Linked DNA regions of Pan troglodytes: region 2 is linked to region 1. Evidence: chromatin contacts called from public HiChIP or PLAC-seq data. All regions are on one chromosome and are shown on one strand. Each heading gives the region's core, a stretch centred on a gene start, on an enhancer-like site or on the middle of the called end of the contact. The rest is flanking DNA. Distances are from core to core; before and after follow the strand shown. Region 1 holds the start of GLYR1 (glyoxylate reductase 1 homolog). Region 2 holds the start of SEC14L5 (SEC14 like lipid binding 5).

Evidence for each region. HiChIP or PLAC-seq counts read pairs in DNA pulled down with a chosen protein or histone mark.
Region 2: a contact with region 1 is called in an H3K4me3 HiChIP or PLAC-seq map of stem cell-derived excitatory neurons, with 4 times the contacts expected there. The contact joins the promoter of SEC14L5 here to the promoter of GLYR1 in region 1. A contact is called at or near these places in 1 of 7 Hi-C or Micro-C datasets (stem cell-derived neural progenitor cells) and 1 of 1 datasets of contacts at active chromatin or transcription factors (stem cell-derived excitatory neurons).

Annotation. Positions count from the first base shown.
Region 1 is chr18:7,492,872-7,497,736 of NHGRI_mPanTro3-v2.0_pri, forward strand. It overlaps GLYR1 (glyoxylate reductase 1 homolog), which reads right to left and starts at 1,881. Exons shown (of 18, transcript XR_010152255.1): 1 at 1,654-1,881; 2 at 598-634. UBN1 (ubinuclein 1) reads left to right here and starts at 2,064. Exons shown (of 17, transcript XM_063796595.1): 1 at 2,064-2,636.
Region 2 is chr18:7,601,218-7,606,082 of NHGRI_mPanTro3-v2.0_pri, forward strand. SEC14L5 (SEC14 like lipid binding 5) reads left to right here and starts at 2,816. Exons shown (of 16, transcript XM_016929366.3): 1 at 2,816-3,086; 2 at 3,793-3,906. The coding sequence starts at 3,844.

The DNA.
Region 1 (4,865 bases), core at 631-3,130:
GGTTGACACAGGACATAGTGAAAACAAAGGACAACCGAGGCACAGAAAACACCATATTGCAAAGAGACCATCTAAAGACACTTCCCGGGCTCCAAGCAAGAATATAAAAACACAACATTTGGAAAGCAATGATGGATCACCTCATGCAAAATCTGGAATGCCAACTTCTGCAAAGAGGCACTGGAGTAGCACATATGGTAACATGGAAAGAAGATTTAAACTTAGTTGGGACAAAAATACTTTGGCTTTTCACTAACCTACATTTAGACTTTCTTCCTGGATAATTTATATTTTCTTCTCCTTTTGTTACATTTAAGCATGAAGCTAAATTCAGACTAGGATTATTTCCGGGGTTAAAAAAGAAACTTCATAAACCTCCTCTAAATCAAGAAATAAGCGTTTAGAGCAGATTTAATGATCTGGTGTATACTGCATTGCCTTTTAAAAAATAACCGATACTAGGGGAAAAAAAATTCTAAGTGCCATCTGAATGAGCCCAATTTAACTCAATACTAGAAACTGAGAGGAATGCATCTTACATTCTCCACCTCCTCAAACCCAACTTCAGATATCTTCCTTTAGTAGCAAGACACTCACCTTTCCTGGCCAAGGAGGATATCGGCCGAGTTTCCCCCTAGAGAAAACACAAAGAGTCAACACTTGCCCTGGAAAAGCCAGTCCATCTCCTTCAACCCACTCAATACGCAATTTATTTTCCTAAATCTCCGCTGGCATCCTCAAATGCCGAAACAAAAGCTTTCACAGCTGGGCCCAACACCCTCAGAAGTAAAATGCAAAATTGTATACTTATGTGCACAACGTATATCCATTCTTCTGTTGACAAGGAATACAGAACAACACAACTGTCAAAAGTCACTTGTCTAGAGCTTCTTAATGACGGGGGTGGGAAGACAGCTTCCTTTGTAAACACAGACTTTCCCTCCCTAAGTCTGGCTTAATTCAACAGGAGACCTGCCTGGCTTTGACAAATGCTAATGGAAGCCTTCCTCTGGGTGGAGAAACAAGCTACGCAGCTCGAGGGAGGCGGCGACAATCAGTCTTGGTTCGGGCGGTTGTCTGGGACACAGAAGCAGACCGCGGGAGGCACCCAAGCCTGCACTGGTCACTGCCAAGCCATCGGTTGTAAAGAACTCCCCCCGCCATTTCTTCGCGGGGCAACGCCAGCAGTCTGGCTTAGACACCCCCGGCTGAGCCGCCCGCACAGGTCGGCTGCATCGCAACCTGGGCTTTGACCGAATGGCACCGGCGAGATGGACTCGCAGGTCCTGTCCCCGGCGCTTCTGCTTTCCGGGAAGCCCCAGCAAGACCCCGGGGACCCGTCGTCCGGGGAAGCCTCGCGGCACCGGCGGCTCCCTTCACGGGGGCCGCCAGTATCTGGGCCCCGAGTGCAGACCCCACCCAGCCGGCCTCGGGGATCAAAGCCGGTGCCCGCCGTGGCCACCCTCGGCCTCGGTCCCCCGGGACTAGACTGCCCCTTCCGCCTGGCGCCGCTCGCAAGCGCCGGCACCTTCTCTTCCCCTCTCTCCGCGACCTGGAGCGCATAAAAAGGCAGCTCCGGGGCCGGCAGCGAACCCCGCGCCCAGGCGGGCAGCTCCCCGGCGCGTCTCGGTTGGCCCGGCCGCTCGTACTCACCACACCAAGTCGCCGAGCCGCAGACTCACAGCCGCCATCTTACCACCCAACCACCGCCGACGCACGGGCCGCTGGGAACAGCAAGTCGCCCCGGCGCCGCCCATTGGAGTGGGCCCGACCACGTGACGGGGGCCGGCTGTCACCGGCCACGCCGCTTCTCTGACGTCACCGCGCCCGTCGGGGATCATTGGCCGACCGAGGGGCACGTGACGCGAGCGCCGCGGTCTCCGCGCGCCGGAGCGCAGAGACTCCCGGCTCCTTCCCCCTCCCTTCGGCTCGTGACAACGAAGCGCCCGCGGTCTGAGGCGGCGGCGGCGGCGACGGTGCGACCGGCTGAGCGCGAGAGGGAGCCGGCCTCGCGGCTCGCCCCGCCCCCGGGTCTTGGACTCCGCGCCCCTCCCCTCTCGGCGCTTCCGTTACGCCCGTTGGTCCGGCGCGGGCCCCGGGGCCATTCCCGAGCCCGAGGCGCTGGTCGGCCCCGTCGCAGCGCCAGTGAGCTACCCTGACGGAGCTCGGCGCGGCCTGGAACTCAGTCTCCGCCGGGTCTGGGCTCCCGCGCCCGGCGACTCTGCTTGGCCGCAGGCCGGGAGGCCCCGGTATCCGCGCCCGTCCGCTCCCGCCGCCCGTGTTCTTTGGAGCGCTCCTCCCGACGGCCGCTTTCGGAGGCGCCGTCTGAGCGCGGGGTCCCGCGCCGCAAGTTCTCCTGGGGCGACCGGAGGCTGCTCCCCCGACCCCCTGGTGTCCCCGGAGTGGCTGCGCGGACGTCGAGTTGGCATTTCTTCGCTTCCTCCTGGGCCGGCGCGCGGCGCGGCACACCAGGCTCCCCTGGGCGCGGGGACCCGGCCATGGGCCGAGGCGCGGGCCGCCCGCCCGCTGGGAGCCACGGCTTAGGAGCCGACCGCTAGCTGCGCCGCCGCCCGGGGACCGGCATGAGGACCGCCGCGGGGGGACGTCTGCGGCCCGCGTCGGCGCTGGGGACAAAGGTGCGTGTCGTTGTCGGGTCCGGGCTCTCTCGTTAGCCTTGCCCTAGTTCTGCACTTTTGAAAAAGTTGTGACAACAGGAAGACAGATGCCGGGCGTAGTTTGGACACTTTAAAAGTGAACCATGAACTGGGAAGTGTTAACTGCAGTTGAGCGCAGCGTCGGCCCAAACTTCAGCAGACCAGGTAGAATCACAATTTTGCAAAAGATCCCAGTCCCGATCACAGACTCCACAGTGTTAAGGATTGACTTAGACTTGGTGTCGGGCTCTTGTTGAGTCACCGCCAGCTGGCAAAGGTGGCGAGTCCACACGCATTTCCCCAAGACATTGTGGTGGTTAGAGATTTCGGTTGCAAGTCGGTGTTTAGCGTACTGGGTCGTCCCGCAGCCTGATTTTTCTTGGGAGATCAGTTTCCCTGAAGTACCAAGAATTAGCTGCACGGACTGTCATTTACTGCGTGTGTATTTTTAAGACAAAGTGATCTTTAAAGCGTATTTAAGATTCCAGGGAATAATTTGATAAAAATTTAACATATGTTCCTGTTTAAAAATTCTGAATTTGTGAGGAATTGAAGGAGATTTTAATAACTTAAATAAAAACATGAATCTTGGCCGGGCATGGTGGTATAAGCCTGTAATCCCAGCATTTTGGGATGCCGAGGCGGGCGGACCACCTGAGATCAGGAGTTCGAGACCAGCCTGGCCAACACAGTCAAACCCAGTGTCTACTAAAAATACAAAATTAGCCGGGCGTGGTGATGCATGCCTGTAGTCCCAGCTACTTGGGAGGCTGAGGCAGGAGAATCGCTTAACCCGGGAAGCGGAGGTTGCAGTGAGCCGAGATTATGTCACTGCACTGCAGCTAGGCGACAGAGCGAGCGAGACTCGTCCCCCCGCCAAAAAAAAAAAAAAAAAAAAAAGAAAAAAAAATCTCAAATGAACATTGCACCAAAACCTAGAGGCATTCCCCTTAACATCAGAAACATGGTACATTTCTACCACTATTAGATAATAAGAATATATTGCCTAAAACCTGAAAGTTCTAGCCAGTGCAGTAAGACAGGAAACAAAAATAAGAAATGCAATTTTTGGAAAAGGGAAGACAGAATTCTCATTTCCGTGGATGATAGGTCTGCCTATTTTGAAAAAAAAAACAAAAAACAAAACAAAACAAAAACAAAACCAATTAAAATAAGAATTCAGGAAGGGTACTCATTATAAGTTGGAATGCACAATTTAGTTTTTCTGTTTCATCAATAACCAGTTTGAAAATACAATGTTTAGAAGGAGAAATATATATATATATATATATATAGTAAGAAAAAATAAAAAATTCCTGAGGATAACCAAGGGACAAGGAAGGCTAGTATTTTCTCAGTAACACCAACTGAGGTTTTTAAAGGGGGATCTTTGTTTTTTTCTTTTTTTTTTTTGTTTGAGACGGAGTTTCACTGTTGTCGCCCAGGCTGGAGTGCAGTGGCAGGATCACGGCTCACTGCAGCCTGGACCTTCCCAGTCTAAAGCCATCCTCCCACCTCAGCCTCCTTAGTAGCCAAGACTACAGGGGTGTGCCACCATACCTGGCTAATTTTAAAAAAATTTTTTTGTACAGATGAAGTCTCATCATGTTGTCCAGGCTGGTCTTAAACTCCTAGGCTCCAGCGATCATCCTGCCTTAGCCTCCCAAAGTGCTGGGTCCGGGAAGTTGAGGCTGCAGTGAGCTCTCATGGTGCCACTGCACTCCAGCCTGGGCAACAGGAGTGAGGCAACTGTCTCACAAAAAAAAAAAAAAACCACAAAAAAAACTAAAATCTTTCCAAGGACTTAGGCAACTCTCGTAAGTCTAATAGGTAAATGTAAGTCAGTTTTTTTTAAACATTCAAACATGTTTGAACTTAATTATATTTTTTTAAGCATTTTGAATTATGATTGTAAGTCTAACGTACCGTTGTTTAATATATTGGATTCTCTTAAATGTTTCAAATGGCTTAGTAACAGCAGAACATTATAATGATTATAAAACAACCCCAAATCTAAGTGGTAATAGACTACAGATTTGACTCACTTTATCCTGTAGTCCTATTTTTTACCTTCTTGGGCTTGGAGAGTCACTTAAGCAACTGAAAGGAGCAGTTTTGCCATCTAGGATTGAAGCTGCAGTCTCTCAGACTTGGACTGAGATAAGGTTATGTGTTTACTGCCTGGACAGGGGGAGTAGGACCTGGTTGCCA
Region 2 (4,865 bases), core at 1,566-4,065, 110 kb after region 1:
GTGCAACCACCACCTCTATCACATTCCAAGACATTTTCATTGCTCTGGGGTTGCTTTGAGGATTAAATGCATTCGTGTTCGTAAAGCTTTAGAATGGTGCTAGGTATAGTAAGCGCCAATGGAGTGTCAACAAGTGGTAGGAATAATTAGTAGAACAGTAATAATAGGCAACTGGGCCAGGTGTGGTGGCTCATGTCTGTAATCCCAGCACTTTGGGTGGCTGAGACGGGTGGATCACCTGAGGTCAGGAGTTTGAGGCCAGCCTGGCCAACATGATGAAACCTGTCTCTACTGAAAATACAAAAATTAGCCAGGTGTGGTGGCAAGCGCCTGTAATCCCAGCTACTCGGGAGGCTGAGGCAGGAGAATCGCTTGAACCTGGGAGGCGGAGGTTGTAGTGAGCCGAGATTGCGCCACTGCACTCCAGCCTGGGTGACAGAGCAAGACTCCATGTAAAAAAAAAAAAAAAAACCCGCAAAACCCAAAAAAAGCTGGAGTGAGTGTTGGTGGCGTTATTAATTCCCTTCCCTGGGGCTGGAGGAGGAGGGAGTGGGGTTCTCACTCCCCTCCAGGCCCCAGTTTCCACTTTGAGCTCTCTGTACCCGCAGGGCTGTCACACCTCTGTCTCCCACGCAGAGTCATTGTCCTCCCTCAATGTTGGGCAGCAGGAGAGGCGGACTTAACGCCTTTCGTGGTGGTAACAGCAGCTAACGGTGTTAACGTTCACTTTGCTCTGTGGCGATGCCTGGGCAGAGCTGGGCATTTCCTGGATGAGCCCGGGTTAGGAGAGTCATCCCTGGATCCCATGTCCCCCACCTACTCACCCTTGTGTTACTCCAGGAGCCATGGGCTATCATTTGCTGCCACCTTGCGACAGGGATGGGAACTTTGTGTCCCATTTCCGCCCTTGATTACCCAAGCCAAGAGTGTGCTGGGCACCTGCTGCCTGCCTGCCAGGTCCCCAGTAAGATCCTTCCCAACATGCGGGCAGCTGAATAAGGCAGCCACTGCCCCTGCCCTCAGGGAGCTCACAGTCTCCTGAGAGAGACCTCCAGGAACCCACAGATACATAAAACGAATAAATGCAATATTAGAATGTGATGCAGGCTAGGAAGGGCAGAGAGGTGGTTTTCACAGGGTGCAGTGACATACTCTAAATATATCAGGGGTTGTCCATCTCCCTGGCCACCTCTGACTTCCCCTGCTTGAAGGGGTGAATTCACCCCACGCTGGCACGTAGTAGGTGCTCAGTAAATGTTGAATGAGTGAATACATGGATGACAGCACTGTCCAGAGCCAATTTCTTGGCTCTTGTAGGCTAAACAGATGAGGAGTGGCAAGGCAGGACTTCTGGGAGCAAGGTTGGTCCCCTGGGAGTCCTGGGAGGGCTGAAAGGGGTTAAGTGTGAGTTAAAATGAGAGTGATGGACAAATGTCACTCTCCCAAGGGAGGCCCCCTTACTCCCTGTTTTATTTATTTATTTACTTATTTATTTTGAGACAGAGTCTTGCTTTGTTGCCCAGGCTGGAGTGCAGTGGCCAGGTAACAGCTCACTGCAGCTTTGAACTTCTGGGCTCAAAGGATCCCCCTGCCTCAGCCTCTTGAGGAGCTGGGACCACAGGCACGTGCCAACACGCCTGGCTAATTTTTTTTTTTTTTGCGACCGAGCTTTGTTCTTCTTGCCCAGGCTGGAGTGCAATGGCGCAGTCTCGGCTCATTGCAACCTCCGCCTCCTTGATTCAAGCGATTCTCCTGCCTCAGCCTCCCGAGTAGCTGGGATTACAAGTATACGCCACCATGCCCGGCTAATTTTGTATTTTAGTAGAGACGGGGTTTCCTCATATTGGCCATGCTGTTCTCGAACTCCTGACCTCAGCTGATCTGCCCGCCTTGGCCTCTCAATGTGCTGGGATTACAGGCGTGAGCCACCGCGCCCTGCCTAAACGAAAAAAAAATTTTTTTGTAGAGATAGGGTCTTGCTATGTTACCCAGGTTGGTCTCCAACTCCTGGGTTCAAGCGGTCCTCCCGCTTCCGCCTCCTAAAGTGTTTGGATTACAGGCGTGAGACATGGCGCCCGGCTTCTTACCTGTTTTAAATTGTCCTTTCTCTCCGCTGGCTCCTTGAGCCCCTTTCCTGCTTATTTTTCTCTCGTGAGAGTTTTTCACCACCTCACACATCATATATTTGCCTTATTTATTGAGTGTCTGTCTCCCCACCGTAGTATAAACTCCACGAGGGCAGGGATTCGTGCGTGTGGCTCACCGGCGGCTCTCCAGCGCCTGGACAGGGCTGACCCCCAGCAGGCGCTCTGTGAAGGTGTGCAGAGTGGGCGAAGGTGCATGCGCGGGCCGTGGGGCGGGGACAGGTGGAGGAGCCAGTCAGACCCAAGTGCAGCGGGACGAGGGCGAGGTTAATCTGAGCAAGAAAAGCGTAAACTGTGCTTATCTACAAATGTAAACAGTACTGTCGGCCAGACGCAGGGTCCGGGGCGGATCGGCCCGGACTCAGGGTCCGCTTGGAGGCAGAGCTAGATTAGGGCGGGGTCGTCCTGTGGCCGACCATTCCAGAGGCTGAGGACCTTGGAGGGCGGGGCCAGTGAAGGGGGAGGGGACTTCCTGAGGTATGACCAATCTAGAGAAAGGACTGGGCTGAGGGCGTGGTCAAACGAGAGACATCTAAAAACAAGGGGCGGGGCTAGAACCAGGGGGGAGTTCGCCTGGGGCGGGGCCAGAGTGGGGCGGGACAAGTTAGGGGGCGGGGCCAACCTGGGCGGGGCCATGGCCGGGGACGTGGGCGGGGCCCGGTCAGGGGCGGGGCCAGGCCAGGATCTCCGCTGTCCCGGGTCCTGGAGCTCTCTCGGCCCGGCAGGTCTCGCTCCCGCCCCTCCGGCCTTCCACAGCGTTCCTTTTTGCAGGGTGTTCAAGGCGGGACACACCAGGCTAGCGAGCCGCGATCGGGCCCCGCCTCAGGCGCTGCGCTCCAGGCCAGGCGGGCGCGGGAGCCCGTAAGCGCTCAGCTCGCGAGCCAGGCGGGCTTCCAGGGCACTTCCCCTAGGCTGCATTCCCAAAGGCTCCCGAGGGCGAGGGTGAGCAAAGCTGCGGGGACCTGTGTGTGCGAGTGCCTCTACGTGTGTGTACGTGTGTCTGCATGTGCGCACGGGTGTGTGTGCGTGTGTGCACGTCTGTGCACACCAGGGGAATTGCGTGCGTGGAGTTGGGCAGGTGCGTGTTTCAGGGTGTGTGTGCAAAGTTGGAGGCGTGTGCAAAAGCAGTCCCGTGTGGGAGGGAAACCTGCGTGTGTGCATGTGTGTGATAGAGACAGTGCTGTGAAATGTGGTGAAGGCTGTGTGTGTATTTCAGGGTGTCTGGGAGGAAAATGGGAGGGCAGGTGCAAGGAGACTTGGGGGTGGGCTGTAGGCCAGCAAGTCTGTGGCAAGCTGCGGGGTGCATGCGTGAAGAGAACCGTGGGAGTGTAAGAATTGCAAATGTGTGTGTGTCTGTGTGGGTGGCCGTAAGGCTTCTGGGGGCCCTCAGTGTGAAGGGGTGGGGGTAGAGGAAAGTTTGGGGGTGCTGACTGCTCTTGGAAGGCTGAGCGTGGTCTGGGGCCATGGCTAATGACAGGGAAGCTGTTGGGGCTTGGCCTGGAGTAATTTGGGGGTAATATCAGCCTTCTCAATTTGAAGGCTGGGGAGCTGTGTGGGTGGGGCCAGGGGCTGCCCCTTACACTTGGTGGGTGGTGTCCCTGCTTCCCGAGGTGGGAGCTGCAACCTCACCAGTCACTCCTCACCCCAGGCTCCGTGCACACCCCTGCCTGGTGACCTCCATTGGTGCTCCAGCGTGAACATGGTGCAGAGATACCAGTCTCCTGTCCGAGTCTACAAGTATCCGTTTGAGCTGGTCATGGCGGTGAGTGACTCCTGATTCTTGGGCCCCCATGTGACAGTTGGAGGGACTTGAGATCAGCTATGGCGGTAGGAAGACGGAGCTCCTTAGACTCCCAGATCAGAAGGAATTAGTGAGTTACTCAGCTGACGTGGTGGGTTTAACTTCTAACCAGTGACCCCTCTGTCCAACCATCCTATCCTCGGCCCAGTGACCAAAACACAAAGTCTTTCTTCCTTCTCCTTGTTGAAGCTGACCTGCTCCCTTACTTTAGACTCTCCTGATAGAAAGCAAAGGTATCAGGGGCCAAGCCACTGCCGTCATTTCATATAATGGCATATCACAGTGATAAATGGAATGGTGGTGATAATGACAACAGCTGTTTATTGAATGTTTACAGCACTGTCTTAACAGATGATGTTTCTTCCAATTCCCGATAGCTGTTATTTTCCCATTTAACCTCCATGAAACTGAGGCTTTGACAGGTGAAGGGATGACACCAAGTTCTATATCTATGCAGAAGTGGAGTCGGGGCTGAGATCCCCACAGAGGAGACTCTAGAACCTCACATTTGACCACAGAGCCCTCCTTCTGCTCACAGACCCCCTTCCCTCCCCTTCAAGGAAGCTGACACTGGGACGAGAGAGAGAATGAGTGGGTAGGTTTGCTTTGTGATGTACTCTGTGTTGTGCAGCAAGTCAGTTGGAGGCCTAGAATTGGCTGCCAGATCCTTGGCCCCCAGGATCACTGGTCTTTGCACCCTGGGGGCAGAAGCTGGACATAGGTGGATGTGGAATTCCTTCTTGGCTCCATCCCTCTGCCTCTCAGCTTCACTTCCCTGCTCAGTAACATGGGGACAATGCTATGAGGTTGCGGGGAGGAGTAAACGAAATAGTTCTTGGTGCTCCTTGCGGTGTGCCGGGCACACAGTAGGAGCTCACAAAATATGCTGTCGCTGTTATTACACCGAAGTCTTGTAAATT